Regions from separate parts of the Mus musculus genome. Here region 1 is linked to region 2. The links are chromatin contacts, called in public Hi-C maps. All regions are on one chromosome and are shown on one strand. The core of a region is the stretch at or near the end of the contact, and the rest is flanking DNA. Distances in the headings are between cores, read along the strand shown. Region 1 overlaps Gm34916 (a long non-coding RNA gene). Region 2 overlaps Gm41531 (a long non-coding RNA gene).

What was found. A called contact is a pair of places that touch in the nucleus more often than the background predicts.
Region 1: a contact with region 2 is called in a Hi-C map of myocytes, with 2.5 times the contacts expected there. The contact joins two enhancer-like sites. A contact is called at or near these places in 1 of 39 promoter capture datasets (embryonic stem cells), 4 of 15 datasets of contacts at CTCF or cohesin (the NIH/3T3 cell line, embryonic stem cells and stem cell-derived epiblast-like cells), 149 of 484 Hi-C or Micro-C datasets (the AML12 cell line, the AtT-20 cell line, B cells and 70 more), 22 of 115 datasets of contacts at active chromatin or transcription factors (the NIH/3T3 cell line, astrocytes, cardiomyocytes and 12 more) and 1 of 9 other capture datasets (embryonic tail).

The regions. Positions count from the first base shown.
Region 1 is chr17:14,502,338-14,509,689 of GRCm38.p6, forward strand. It overlaps Gm34916 (a long non-coding RNA gene), which reads right to left. Exons shown (of 3, transcript XR_385417.2): 3 at 1,115-1,402. Among named protein-coding and RNA genes, the nearest start is that of Gm34916, 16 kb to the right of the region's middle. Within about 2 kb of position 3,339, at least 8 of the 459 cell types and tissues checked have an H3K27ac peak or open chromatin away from gene starts, as enhancers often do. A contact at or near this core is called in myocytes, where this site is marked.
Region 2 is chr17:14,235,915-14,242,876 of GRCm38.p6, forward strand. It overlaps Gm41531 (a long non-coding RNA gene), which reads left to right. Exons shown (of 2, transcript XR_876621.1): 2 at 2,194-3,566. Among named protein-coding and RNA genes, the nearest start is that of Gm34567, 10 kb to the right of the region's middle. Within about 2 kb of position 4,252, at least 8 of the 459 cell types and tissues checked have an H3K27ac peak or open chromatin away from gene starts, as enhancers often do. A contact at or near this core is called in myocytes, where this site is marked.

The DNA of each region.
Region 1 (7,352 bases), core at 2,089-4,588, 270 kb after region 2:
ATGGCACCATCCACAGTGGACCCTCCTTCCTCGATCACTAATTGAGAAAATGCCTTACAGCTGGATCTTATGGGAACATTTCCTCAACGGAGGCTCCTTTCTCTGTGATAACTCCAGCTAACACACAAAACCAGCATGCACATATATGTGTGGGTGTGTGTATCCCATATTATTGGAATATATAAACCCAATAATAATAATAATAATAATAATAATAATAATAATAATAATAATAATAATAATAATAAAGTAGTTGGTTACTACCATAACAATTTTGCCATTATTGCTCCAGTATACCTTGCAGGCAGGTTGCTGTTGTACGTTACAGAGTTTTTAGCTGGGTATTAATGAAGATTACTTTTCTCTTCCAGTAGCTCACATGGTACCTTCTAATACCATGAAGGCTGGTCAGTAGGGGTGAAGTTTCTTGTTGGGCACCAGCTCAATTTCTCCATGTCTTTTTAGCTGAAATTCTTATTGACTTTAGCTGTGTCACAATTAGAACGATTTTAGCGGAAATTCTGTAGGCAAAAAGTTTGATTTTGTATATTAACAGATGCAAGAAACTGATCTATATATTTTCCAGCAGAGAAAATGCTCCCCGGGATCTTAAAAAGAGAAACAAGCATTATCTTGCAATTGATCTGGGGCCGAGGAATATCACTCTACAAAGCCTGATGGCTGGACAGGACCTTTGATAGACCTAATCACAGCTCCCAAGAGTGGCACTCACTGCCAATATGTGAACCAGACAATGCTGGCACCATTTCAGCTCATCCTCTTAACACCTGTTAAGAGCCTCAAGGACAAGGAGCATCTCTGCATCTGCGCACCTGGCATTCATGTTTGTAATTCATGTGTCTTAGTTAGCGTTTCCATTGCTGTAATGAGACACCATGACTAAGGCAACTCTTATAAGGAACATTCAACTGGGACCGGCCTACAGGATCAGAGGTTCAATCCATTATCATCATGGCAGGAAGCATGGCAGTGTCCAGGCAGACACGGTGCTAGAGAAGGAGCTGAGAGTTCTGCATCTTGATCCAAGTGCAGCCAGGAGAGACTGTCTTCTAGGCAACTAGGAGGAGGGTCTCAAAGCCCACGCCCACAGTGACAAAATTCCTCCAACAAGGCCACACCTACTCCAACAAGACCACACTTCCTAATAGTGCCACTCCCTGGGCCAAGCCACCACACCATGTCACTCCAATGCTCCCCAAAATAAAATCTGGGAGGGAAGAGCAATAAAGGCATCAATAAACGTGTTCGTAATTCTCTTCAGTCCTAGAGACTGTGTGGTCACAAAGGTTCCTTGCAAGATGTCTGTGTACACACAGGAGCCCTGGAAGATGTCTGTGCACACACAGGAGCCCTGGAAGATGTCTGTATACACACAGGAGCCCTGGAAGTTAAGAAAAAATGTTATGGAAGTTGTGGTACTCAGTGAGATCATGCAAAGTGTACAATGCATAATCATGCATACAGCATTTAGAAATTAATATTCTGAGTCAGGCTTTATTTAATTTAAACCAGCTGTCGGCCTGCATAGCTCTCTTTCATTTCACATTCAATACACCCTGAGACCATTGTAAATAACCACACTCAAACTTTTCTTCACATATATAACATAATTAATTACTCCTGTCTTGTTTTAGTCCTTGGTGATCACAAATTACATTACATTCAAATTTAACTTAGTGGAAAAGGATGTTAATTTTTCCAAATCCCCTTAGTCCAAGATGGACCACTTGTGTGGGATTAAGTCAAGATTCCATGACCAGCATCCCAGGGTTTACAGACAGGCCTGACAGAGATGCTCTCTGGAGCTTCCTCCTCTGCTGCTTGGAGTGAGGGGTAGGAACAAGAAATACTGAAAGCATTCTCTCTCAGACCACGTGTGAGGGGACAGTGTATATTGTCGCTTCCCATAAGGCTGGCACATGCCATTTTGATTTGTAGACACTTGGTATCATCCAATTATAAAAGTTAAATGACTTCTCTTCTGCTTTGGCCTAGTTATGGAGTGTGTGTGTGTGTGTGTGTGTGTGTGTGTGTGTGTGTGTGTGTTATGTGCACATGTGTGTCTTCACACACTTCAGAAAAAATTGCCTAAAAATACACTGAATGTACATTGCTACCTATTTTAAGTCAACCTACACATCTAAAAATACTCAGGAAATGTGAGCTTACCTCCTGAAATACCCAAACATTATAACTCTGAGCACAGGGGCCTGGCTTCAGAACTCCTGCTTCTCTGGGATCTCGTGACTCATAGCCAGAGGACATCAGATCCTGGGGAGTATGACCAGCACATACAAGTTTACCTTGGTGTCACTGAATCAAGTGGTGGATGTGGTTGACACTTCACGAATTAAGGACAAGTTGTTTGGCAGACCAGCGAGATGAAGAACATAGAGGATTTGGCTCCAAGAAGAGTCTCCGTGTGCAGCACAGGTTTTATGCTCTTATTTCCTCCAGGACTTAGGATGCTTTCTGGTTGGTGTGTGCATGTCCTTGTGAGTGTGTATGTATGAGTTTGTGTTTGTTCTCTCTCTCTCTCTCTCTCTGTGTGTGTGTGTGTGTGTGTGTGTGTGTGTGTGTGTGTGACATGGAGGCAAAGACCATTCAGATTTATAGAGGTGTCCAACCTTCTCTTTGAGTCATTCCTCCTAAATTCACCCCTTTGACAGAAGTGGATTGATGACCCTGTACAGTAACCATATGCCATCGTCAAAGATGCTGTTCACAGCACAGCTCATGGGGGATAGGGACTGCCCAGGTTAGTAAACACTCCAAAGCAACCACCCATAAGTCAACTGGGATCAAGCAACTAGTAGCCAGAGAACCTGGTTGTCCCTCAGTTTTTAGCTTTTATTGAGGGGAGGCCATGGTACAGTAACCAAAGAAGGAGGTGGCTCTTTGAAAGTCCTAAGTAGGCCCAGGGCATAACTGTGAGAGCTCTTTAAAGGATGAAAAATGACATTTAAAGTGACATTTAAGCTAAGTGGAAAAAAAAATGTCTGCATCTTACCCATTTCTCAGGAAATAAGCATCTTGGGGCTAATTAATGTCCAGTAGCAAACAGTCCTATCAGTGGCTTAAGGCTGATATAGAAACCTGCTGGGAGAGCTGACTAAGGCGACTCATTCCAGGGCAAGTGGGACGCCCTTTGCTCTATCCCATTTCCATTGCCTGTAAAGGCTCCAAGAAACCATCTGCTCCCAAAGAGAGTGTTAAGACCTTAGGATTCTGAGGTCCACTTCATGTGGGAAACACAGCCTGTAGAAGCCACCTCAGGACACTTGATGAGGAGCAGCTGTAGACTCCAATCCTTAGCCACAGGAAAATGAACAGCTGGCTTTGGGACTAATTTCCAAGACTCTTCATTTCAGATAGGACTGTGACTCATACCGTTATCAAATCCCAGCTATTGGGCTCCTTACTGAGAAATCACAAGTCATCTATGCGACTTTTTTTTTTTTTTAAGATATCCTCCTGTCTCTTTTTAAAGATAAAGCCCAGGTTAGACTCTGGGACTTTCCATTTAACCAAGGATGGCCTTGAATGTTTGCTCCTTCTGCCTCTACCTTTGAAACTTCGGGTAAAGGAATAGTAATGGCGTATATCTATAAGATAATGTAAATGAATTATGGAGACTGCTTAAACAGTGTCACTTCTGTTTTCCGACTGGCTTACCTAATTTGTCATGTTTCTAACTTGCATCAGTGGTGAATCCTAATTAAATTGCCTAAAAAGCTCAGACACCAAATTTCATATTTTGCTTGTTTTTACTTGAAGGAATGTAGGGAGGAAATGCATGGTTTCTTAGGCATTACCAGTGTTGACCCACACCTCCCCATCATGGGAATAAAATTTTTTGCACAGTATAATGGGCAAATACAATATTACAAGCAAGCAGGCAGGCAGGCAGGCAAGCAAGCAAGCAAGTAAGGGAACCATTCCAGCAGGCCACCTTCTAAACAGTGGTACTCTTAAGACTTTCACACTTAGCTCACTCTGAGTTTACCCAGGATGTCTCACTGGCTTGGCAAACCCATAGGAGGAAAAAGAATGCTAAAAATGAACAGGCTTTCACATTATTTTAATCTGTTTTTTATTGCTGCTATTATTTAAATGTTTTTTTTTTAGTTTGTCTCTTTTTATTTTATCATATCTGATACCTAATCTAGGGTCCAGGCAAGCTGCTAAAGCAGTGAGCTGTACTCCCAGCCTATATTTAAAATAACAGTCCTTAGTGAAATAAAGTTGCTTTATAACTCTAGCTACAAATAAGTATGCACAAATTAAATGTCTCTGTGTAAACACATACACACGACCATTTGTAAGGACACACTGCTGGGTCCGTGTAAACACATACGCACAACCATTTGTAAGGACCCAGCAGTGCAGTGAGACATGTTTGCATCCTCAGTAATGATGTCACAACGGTGAGCCTCAGAGGCACCAACATTTGCCCCTGCTTGTATGATGCGTGAACTTCCTGCTTAGAACTCAGGCTTTTGGCTGAGTTTGAGGCTTTTGGTTCCTAATGGTGCTCTGCCTGAGCAGGGTCACAAATCAGAAGAAACTGTCAAAGTCTCCCAGGCTGACAGGTGGAAATCACCCAGGTCTTGAACTATCTCTCTGAGTCCTCACATGCAGGGCTTCTTAGCATAGGTGAGCTAGTGCTGCTTTATGCCTGAGCCTCCCAGGAAAACAGCATAAATCAAGACTCCAGAGGCCCTGCCTTGTGGTTCTTTTGCTCTCTGCCCGTCCTTCTTCTCGTCACTTTGTTCCCAGGACACCCCTTTCTGAGCTTGGTAAGGGGTGTTGACGATTGGAAGTATGACATGGGTAACCTTAACCCTGGTGACTGCAGAGTAGAGGCTAGGCCCCACCCTATGAGACCAACTTGAAACAACTATTACACTTAGTGAAACTTTTCCGTTCTCCATCAGTGTCAGCCTCACCAATCCTACATTGGGCTAACCTTTCTCCTTACAGCTGCCCACATCTGTCATTAACACATTAGTCTCCAATCCAGCAAGGCTGGATGCCTGTTCTCTGCTGTACACTCCCCCTACCTTGGAAGGACAGTGGTCTTGAAGCACATGTCACTGCTGTACTCAAAAGTCACCAGTTACAATATAGAGAAAATCTTTGTTGTAGATAAAAACTCGCATGTTAGTATATTTTAGACTGTTGGGAGCTATTGAAAATTAGACCATGGAAATGACCTATCACTTTTAAATCCAATAACCCTTGAGAGGGTTGTGTCTTGTATACTGGGCTTCATCTAGGAGCTGGGAATAGTGAATGGAATGTCCCATATTTTTTTTAAATGTATATGTATTTTATTGGCTATTTTATTTTTTAATTTTTATTCATTATTTTATTTATTTACATTTCAAATGTTACCCCCCTTCGGGGCTTCCCCTCCTCAAATCCCCACCCCTCCCCCAAGCTTCTATGAGGGTGCTCTCCTACCCACCCACCCATTCCTGCCCCTTTGCTCTGGCATCCCTTACATTGAGGCATCAAGCCTTCACAGGACCAAGGGCCTCCCCTCTCATCGTCCTATGTTCATAGCAGCCTTATTTATAATAACCAGCAGGTGGAAATAACCCAGATATCCCTCAATAGAGATAATAGATATAGAAAATGTGGTACATTTACACAATGGAGTACTACTTGGCTATTAAAAACAATGACATCATAAAATTCACCGGCAAATGAATGGAACTAGAAAGTATCATCCTGAGTGAGGTAACCCAGTCACAAAGGAACACACATGGGAGTACTCAACTGATAAGTGGATATTAGGAATAAAAGCTCGGAATATCCAAGACACAACTCACTGACCACATGAAGCTCAAGAAGAAGGAAGGCCAAAGTGTGGATGCTTCTATGACATAGTGGAGTAGGACGAGGAATCTGGTGGCCTAGAGCTTGCTGGGGGAGCACGCCAGCTGCTCTATGCTCACAGCTGTGTCTGGCAAACAGTCTGAATTTCACAAAGTGGCTAAAGATTAGCTATAGCTTTCTGGTTTCCACAGTGCAAGCATGTATAATGTAAATGTGGTTTCATTTTGAAACTGAAGGTTCAATGTCTCCCTGACTAGCACTGGGCTCTGAGGGAAGAAGCAGGACTCCGTTAAGCAAAGTGAGCGAGGACTTTTTAGATAAGCATTTAGGAGTTCATTCCTTGGGTAATTTAAGAATTGACTATATTTTATAATGTATTTAGTTTAAAAGATATTTTACAATTTTAATCATCTTTTACTAAAGCATAGGCATGTGGTAAATTACAAATTGATGTACTTATGTCTATACCCCTCAGTGGAGATCTCTCAGGTCCCAAGAAACACCACACTGAAGTCACATGTGATGTATTGGTTGCAGCCTTCCCTTGCAAGTTCACAGCTCCTCCAGGACTGCTCTAGTGCACACTGCCTGCTGGCTGGGCATAGGTCATCTGTCCTTTGAGTTGTGTGTTGTTGCTTTGTGAGTGAGTTCATTGTCTGATCTAAGAATGACGTGTGCAGCCTGGTCAGAGGAGAGTGTACAGTACACCGGGGTTTCACTTGATCATTTATCAAGTCACCTTCTCTCTGGCAAGCCTTTTGAATGTACTAAGCCTCCATTTTCCTACTTGAGAAATGAAGGAATTTGATGAAAAATTTGCTTCTTGCTTCAATTCTAAAAATGTTATGATTCAAGTGAAGATTAAATTATGGGTGAGATTAGTAAGTTAAATCTAATAAATAAATAAAATAAAGTAAAATGTCTTGTGAGTACTGAGTCAAAAGGCTAGAGAGATCTATTTACCTATAGCTTCTTACTTTATGCTCAATAGCTTTGGCTTTTTTGTAGTAAATAAAGGGGCTTGAATTACAATCTGTTCAAATTTTTTTCTGAAAATTTCAATAGAGACAAAGAAGATAAAGTCAGTTCTCTCTAGGCTGCAGGGTTCCTGCCTGTAGCCCTTGCTTGAAGTTATCTGCTGCATCCCCAGCACGGTGGCATGCTGAGTTGAGTCCTAGACTAGAGGTGTGTGTGGTTTGATATAGCTGTTTCTACTTCCCACTTACGCCTCGCACAAGGGTCCCTCAGCCTGTGCCAAGAAGCTGTGGCCACCTCTTCCCAGAGTGGAGCTAAAGGAATGGTGGGCAAACCCACACATGTGGGTGGTGCAATGTGTATGGGGGCTCAAGGCATGGGACCAGAGGGACACGGGGGTAGAGATGAGTATAGTGTGTGTCTAAAGAAATCTTCTGTTTAGATTCACTTTTGATTGATGCTTGAGCACTAAAGATTCCATTGCCTACAGCAATGAGCCAATCTAAGGATTC
Region 2 (6,962 bases), core at 3,002-5,501:
CCTCGGAAGGAGTGATGGAGAGAAACTACTGATCAGTCCAGTTCTCCAGAGGAAGAGAGGGACCTGGACCACTGACTGCAGTAGAAATTCAAGGCAGATGCAGCTGTTGGGAACCCTGGGCCAGCACAGAGCCACCTCATCAGCATTTTACCCCAAGCTTGGTGCCCAACTGTCCTGGCTATGAGAGACAAGAGATAGGGGTTGACTTGCTGGGAGTACAGAGCTGTTCTCCAGAAGCCAGCTTCAGCATCCAGTACATGGATGCCATCTGGGATCAGCCAGTGGCTCAGATGTGGTCATCTAGGTGTGTCCAGAAGGGTCTTTGTGAGGGCAGAACCCACCATGGCAGAGGGAAGCTACTAGGGATGGCAAAACCACCTTGTTCTTCTTCCAGAAATGGCTGGTCCTTCCCTTTAGGGTCTCCTGAAGCTATCTGGAAACCCCAGCTTCTCCAAAGTTGGAGCATGGGGCCAGCTATTCTCAGGTCCTTCTTGGAGATTGTTCCTGGTGTCCTGGCTGACACAGAGGTCATGTGACCCTTGTGCTATAATACAGTCCTATAGATGCCAGTTCCTCTCAGGTAGATGCCTAGTCCTATCATCTGAGGAAGGGCTTCAGCATGTACCGATGATGCTAAGGAAGTGCCTATCCTTGCCCCGACTGCCCAGGCTACTGGAGTTTCAAAGAACAGTATTTGCAGAAATGGTTCTAGGTCCCAGGAAATCATGAGCACAGGATGGTTGCCATTCTCTGATGTTCCATTCCAGAAGTCGCAAGATCTGATGTAGAACCTCAGGTTGGGCCTTAAGCTACCACAACTCCCAGAGTCTTAGTGGGATTGGGTGAGGCACACTCCAGACTTACTTTTTGCATGTGTGTTATCACTGTGACTATCAAGTATCACTTCTTGGGCCAGGACACAGTACTTGGCTGTGGGACCAGATGGAGGTAGGGGAACTTGAGCTTCATTCTGTCTCTACTTAGCTTTGAGAATGTTGATACTCCATGCCAAACTTATCTATAAGACAGGTATCATACTACACTCTCCACAGAAATCCCCCTATAAGAAAGCCATGTTCCAACATTCACTACGTGTCTGTGTATGATAAAGTTGAAGACCATTGGCTGTCAGTCCTGGAGGGTCTCCATGGACAGTCATGAGCAGCAGATAGGCTTATAGGTGAGCAAGAACAATGTGTCTCCCATGTCTCTCTGGGGTGAGGGGTTGCTCTGAGGTGAGGAGTTTTGCACTGGGGACAGGAGGATCCCTTTGGGACCAGTGTCATGATGACACACTGGTAATCCAGGGGCTTCTTGTTTCCTCCTCAGCCTCTCTCTCTCACATGGAATTGGCTCCTCTCCGAGGTGGCATAGCTCTGAACAAGGTCTTTGGGGCTGAGAATGAGTCACCTGAAGCTGGAAACCAGATCCGGCCTCTGGGCCCATTCGTCCTGGAAGTGTCAGTATGGAATTGACATCAGGAATGCTTCTCTGTGCCTTTAAACGTCCACTGCACACGGCTGTTTGGACAGGTCTTACACTGCTCCGTGTAATGGAGTCCATACATTCAATGGTTTAGAATATCTGAGCCAATACATCCTTTTTTCTCCATGGCCTCATAAAACCTGACATTTATAATCTTTCTGCTTTCAGGACTTAAAAGATTGGTACCACAGAGGTGGCCCAGCCACATGTGCACATGGTTAGAGGCGTTTTTTAAATAAAGGCATCTCTTGGGGTTTGGTTTGGTTTGGTTCTGTGTTTTCATACCACCAGATGCTTAGTAATCTGTTGACTTAGTAAAGTATGTATTTCATCCCCAAAGAAAACTCTCAAACAATTGGCATCCTCAAACCTCTAGGCACGGGATTAAATTTTGAACAAAGACCCTTGGCTTCTTCAGACCCCAGCGGGCCCCACCTATGACCAGGATGGAAGACACAGTGCCGTTTTTTAATAGTCTCTCCCTGCAGCATTCAGAGAAGATGCTGTCCCCAGAAGTTTGCAGGAATAACCAGGTGCCACACAAGCAGAACAGAGTTGGGGGTGAGGGTGGGAGTGTCATGTCTATATCTGCACAAACACTCTGATGTTTGGGGGGGTATATTTTCTGTTCTCTCCACCAAACTTCTTCACATTTAAGCAGGGGAGTGGAGAGTTTTTTAGTGTAGTGTTTGTTTTTCCACTTGACAGTGCTCTGAGTTGCTCACAGCTCCTGGTCAGCTGGGGGACAGGGAAGTCTCTCTATCCCTCTGACTTTTGTCCTGAGAACTCTGCCGCAGACCATGCAGCTGTGACAATGATGCTGACTGGATGGTCCTGATGTTGACTGGCCTCTGCAGTGGCTCCATCATCGAAAGATACAACTGACATGGGCCACACTGCTGTTACATGCAAGCCCCTTCTGCCTGTGACATCGTGGGGAGCCTTTTGAACTCCTGTTAGATGTTCCTGTTCTCCTCTGGCTAGAGACCACAGTCCCTGGTCCCCCCAGTTTCTGGTAAGATTCATGGTTTGTCGCAAAGCCCCTTCGTTCTGTTGCCAGCTTCTGTCGATTGCTTCTGATTCTTGAATGAGAGGGGGAGATGCCCGACAGGTCAGTATGTGGCGGGCGCCATGTGAGACCTTTAGGTCCCTGTCCTCTTGGCCATGAAACATTTATATGGGGTATAGACTGCTCTCCTGCAGCTGTGGAGATGAATCGGCCCAGCAACTACACCCATGCTTGCCTCACACCCTTCACACCTGAACTCTTCTCAGCAGAAATCAGCATGCGCCGGTGTCTCAGGACCAAATGGCATCTGTGGGAAGCTGGTCTGTTTTGACTGGTTCAAAGGAGGATTGCTGCCATTTCTAAGCGAGAGTTTTTACTCTTCGAAAAGACCAAGAGATGTCCCTCTCTTCTGCTGGATTTTGCCCATCCTGTGCCACACTATGTCCCATCAGGAAATGATGGCGGGCAAGACCCAGCGAACTGCAGGAACCAGTGGATATGGATGTGGTCAGTCCTCCTGTCCCTGGACCTGGCACGGGAACTCTGAGCTTCCTATTGCTGCCACGGCAAGTCCACTCACTTGGTGATTTGAAAGCAGGATAGACCTGCTGTCCCAGAGTTCCTGAGGTCAGAAACCTGAAGTCAGACTCACTGGAAAGGGGAAAGTGTGGGCAGGGCTGGTCCATTCTTCAGGTCCCAGGCACTGTACCTTTCCTGGCCCTTTCCAGTTTCTAGAGGCATGTGTACCTCTCTACCTTCTAAATGTGTCACCCGGTGTAGCTTCTGCTCATGGAATGTATCAGCTCTTTGCATTGAACAGATGGTCAGGTAGTCATTTCCTTCTAGAGGGAGGTATTTATGGCGCTGAGGAACACCCCCTCTCCCAACCACACAAAGCCATTTAACAATGGCTGGAGAGAGGACTGTGGTAGTTGCATTGGGCAGGGAGCTCCAGGGATGCCAACCCTGTGAGTTTTACCCAGGCCAGGTGAGACTCTCTTATGATGCTCCCTGTCTTGGAGTCACCCATGGTCCTGAGAGTACCCAGAATAAACTCTGGTTCACCATGTTAGATTGGGAATCATGGTTCTTAAGATCTGCCATCATTAGTACACTATCTAGGGAGAACAGATATGTGTTTATTTCTCTCCAGAGAAAGTCATATAAGAGACTCTCTTCCTCTTTCTCCCAAGGATACTTGTGACTATGTCCAGGGCTCACTAGGCAATCTAGGGCCATACCTCCTCCCAACCTCCAACCCCAAGGCTTCTGACCAGGGCTCATCTGTAAAGTCCCTTTTGCTGTAAACCATGTCAACAGCCTTCAGGTGTCAGGGTGAGACTCCTCAGGGGTTACATATGCAGCTTTCTCTATTGGTCCCACTGTCTGGAGGTTTTCTGTAGGGTATATACTGAGGCTATATGGATCCTGGCTTATCCAAACCCACTTGCGTTCATTTGTTCTAAACTCTGAAACTTCAGCAGTGCCGCACCTGACCTCACTGTGTTAAGGCTGAGTAAACAGAGAGTTCTGGGTGTCACTGCCGCAGAGCCCGTACCTGGGATGGAGCCTGAGGATCCTCACTTAGCACATTTCCTACTTATAGAGGGTTGGCTGTGGGCACGGAAGACGACCATGAGTGACGGCTGTTGAAATAAAACAGGAGCCAATAAAGGAGCAATGAGTCACACTGTGGTCACAGTTATACCAGCCAAGCTCTTGTAAACGGTAGGGCTGTGGGACACAAGTGAGCCCACACCGGGCTGACTCGCTGGGAGTCTTCATGGACGCCTGGCATGACGACTGCCCAGCTGTCACTGTCATGTGCTTGTAATAGCACCTACAAAAGACATAACGGGTCTTTAGCTTTTCCCTGTCTTTAAGGGACTATGAGGCTCTGATCTCTCTCTCTCTCTCTCTTCCCTGACTCTCTTCTCTCTCCCCCCTCTCTCTGTTGTTTTCTGGCTCATTAAAGGGTGGGTATTCCCAATTTTGGACTAGACCTTTCAAACCATCATTGAAAATAAACATTTTCATAAGTTCATTATTTTAGGTATCTTGGTCTATCTGATTAATATAAAGAATCGGTGTCAGGAGTGAGATCATTGGTACAGCTATATTGGCAAGATGGAGGAGGCTTTGCTTTATAGGGGGAGCTTGGAGGGCCTCAAAGGAGCAGCCAGAAAAACCTGGAGCACATTGAGGAGACTGTATTGGCAATTCTGCGCAAGCTCAGAACAGAATGTAGAAGAAAATGTAGACAGTAGAGGCCATCTTGATGAGGTTTCAGATGAACATGAACAGAACAGTCTCCTGGGAACTATAAAGAGGCTATCCGTATTTGTACTACAACATAAAAAAATGATTGCATTTTGTCCGTGTCCTGGGACTTGTTAAGACTGAGCTTAAAAGGTGACAGACAACTCCTCTGGTGGAGAGAATTCGAAGGCAGCACAGTGTCCAGACAGATGAGTGAGTGTAACTCTTCTTTAGCCAACTTTATAAGTGAGGATCAGCATCAAAGGGGGAGCAGAATAGCAGGATCTGGAAAACCTGTGGCACGGCCAAGAAAGAAGTGTCTATTTTTGTTCTATCCAGGGCAGGTACAGTCAACAGTTCAACATAAAGCACCCAAGTGCTCCAGGCCTTTACCAGAGGCTCAGAAGTGTAGAAATGCAAATGTGTTTCAGAGATTTTTCCAGGGCAGATTCCCCCACCCCCAACCCAAAGAGCCCTGGAGTGTTCTGCATGCCCAGAACTGTCCTTGGATTCAGATCCACTTCCTTCTGCTCAGCCCGTGAAATGTCCCAAGGGTACCATAAATATGGCTCAAGCATACCTGTTGGTTCAAGCACACCTCACAATCGTCTCCACCATACTGGTTCTGCAGATGGGCAGAGGGTACGAGTTGTTATGCTGTCAGAGGCTTCCAGTGGGATTTCAAGGAAATGCTCTCGATGCCAGGGCAGTGTGTGGCAGGATCAGAGATGATCCGTGCAGTCATCAATAGGACAGTGGAGACCCAGGAATATGAAGCATGTGTTTGGAAAACTATCGATAGCGTGGGAAGCCTGCCTGGGAGAGCAGTCATGTGTGTTGCAACCAGCCATGTTGTAAGGGTGGAGTTCCTCAGAGTTCATGGCCCATGATCATGATCCTTAGAAGTTGCCATGGAGACTATGACTTCAAGTTATGTTTTCCTTGCTGAGTTTCAGTCTTGGCCTGGTACCTCCTCTCTGCTTCTCTCTATTCTTCATTTTTAGAGTATGAATCTGGGTGTCGAAGGTTTGTTACAGGGGCTCCTGGTCAAGTTTGTCTGGAATCTCAAGGGAGTCTTCAGACGTGTCCCTTGGGGTGACACTGAACAGGTGAGACTTGGATAATCCTGGGATGGACTGAGGGTCTTTTGCACTGTGAGATGGACATGAGCCTTTGGGGATAGCAATAAAATGCTGTATTTAGGTGTCTGGTATCCCCCATTGGGTGCGTGTCAAAGGCTCCTCACGGCAGTGCCACTGGGAAGTAGAAGAAGATAGAGATAGACTAACTGGCCCTTAGATGCCGAGGGCATGGCCTGCGGAGAAAATCCCACGGGTCTCTGGGATTTTCCTCCTCTCTGTTGGCCTCCTGGATGTGAAGTTTCTTCTGTCTCATTTTCCCTATCAGTACCCGAAATGCCCCAAAAGCTGAGTCCATCCAAGCGTGGGCTGGAACTATTAAAACCACGAGACACAGTAAACCTTTCTCTTCACAAGCTAATTGTCTCAGGTTTTTTGTTACAGTAATGAGTAATGGCAAGCTGATTAAAGAGAGCTTTGTGTTTTCCTTTTGAGGAAATGATGTTGCTGTCGTGGTTGGCTTAGAAAGGAAATTTCTGTGAGCTTCATTTTTTTTTTTTCATGGCAGTTTCTCTGTATAGCCCTGGCTGTCCTGGAACTCACTCTGTAGACCAGGCTGGCCTCAATCTCAGAGATCTGAGTGCCTCTGACTCCTGAGTGCTGGGATTAAATTGTGTGCGCCACCATGCCTGGCTTGAAAAAATTTTAAACTATTATTTAAAATTCACTATACATGAATACATGCCGATGTGTTATACAAAGTCCTTCTCAATAATATTTCAGATATGTCAAGCATCTCTCCTCCTCCCCCTTCTTCTCCTGCCATCCCCTTTGTCACCCTAGCATTATTTTTATTCCCATGTTCTACATGTATGTGTGATTCTGTGTGTCTGTATAAATCCTATTACTCACAGACGAGAAAAGAAAGATATGATATGTATCTTTCCGAATCTGACTCATTTTCTTTGGTACAGTGATCGCCAGTCGCACCCATTTTCCCACAAATACTTCTTTCTTTATGGCTAAATAAAACCCTATTGTGCATCTGTGGTACATCTCGCCCACATCTGTGGTACATCTCGCCCACATCTGTCATGGGCATCTAGGTTGACCATAATAAACTTGGCCAG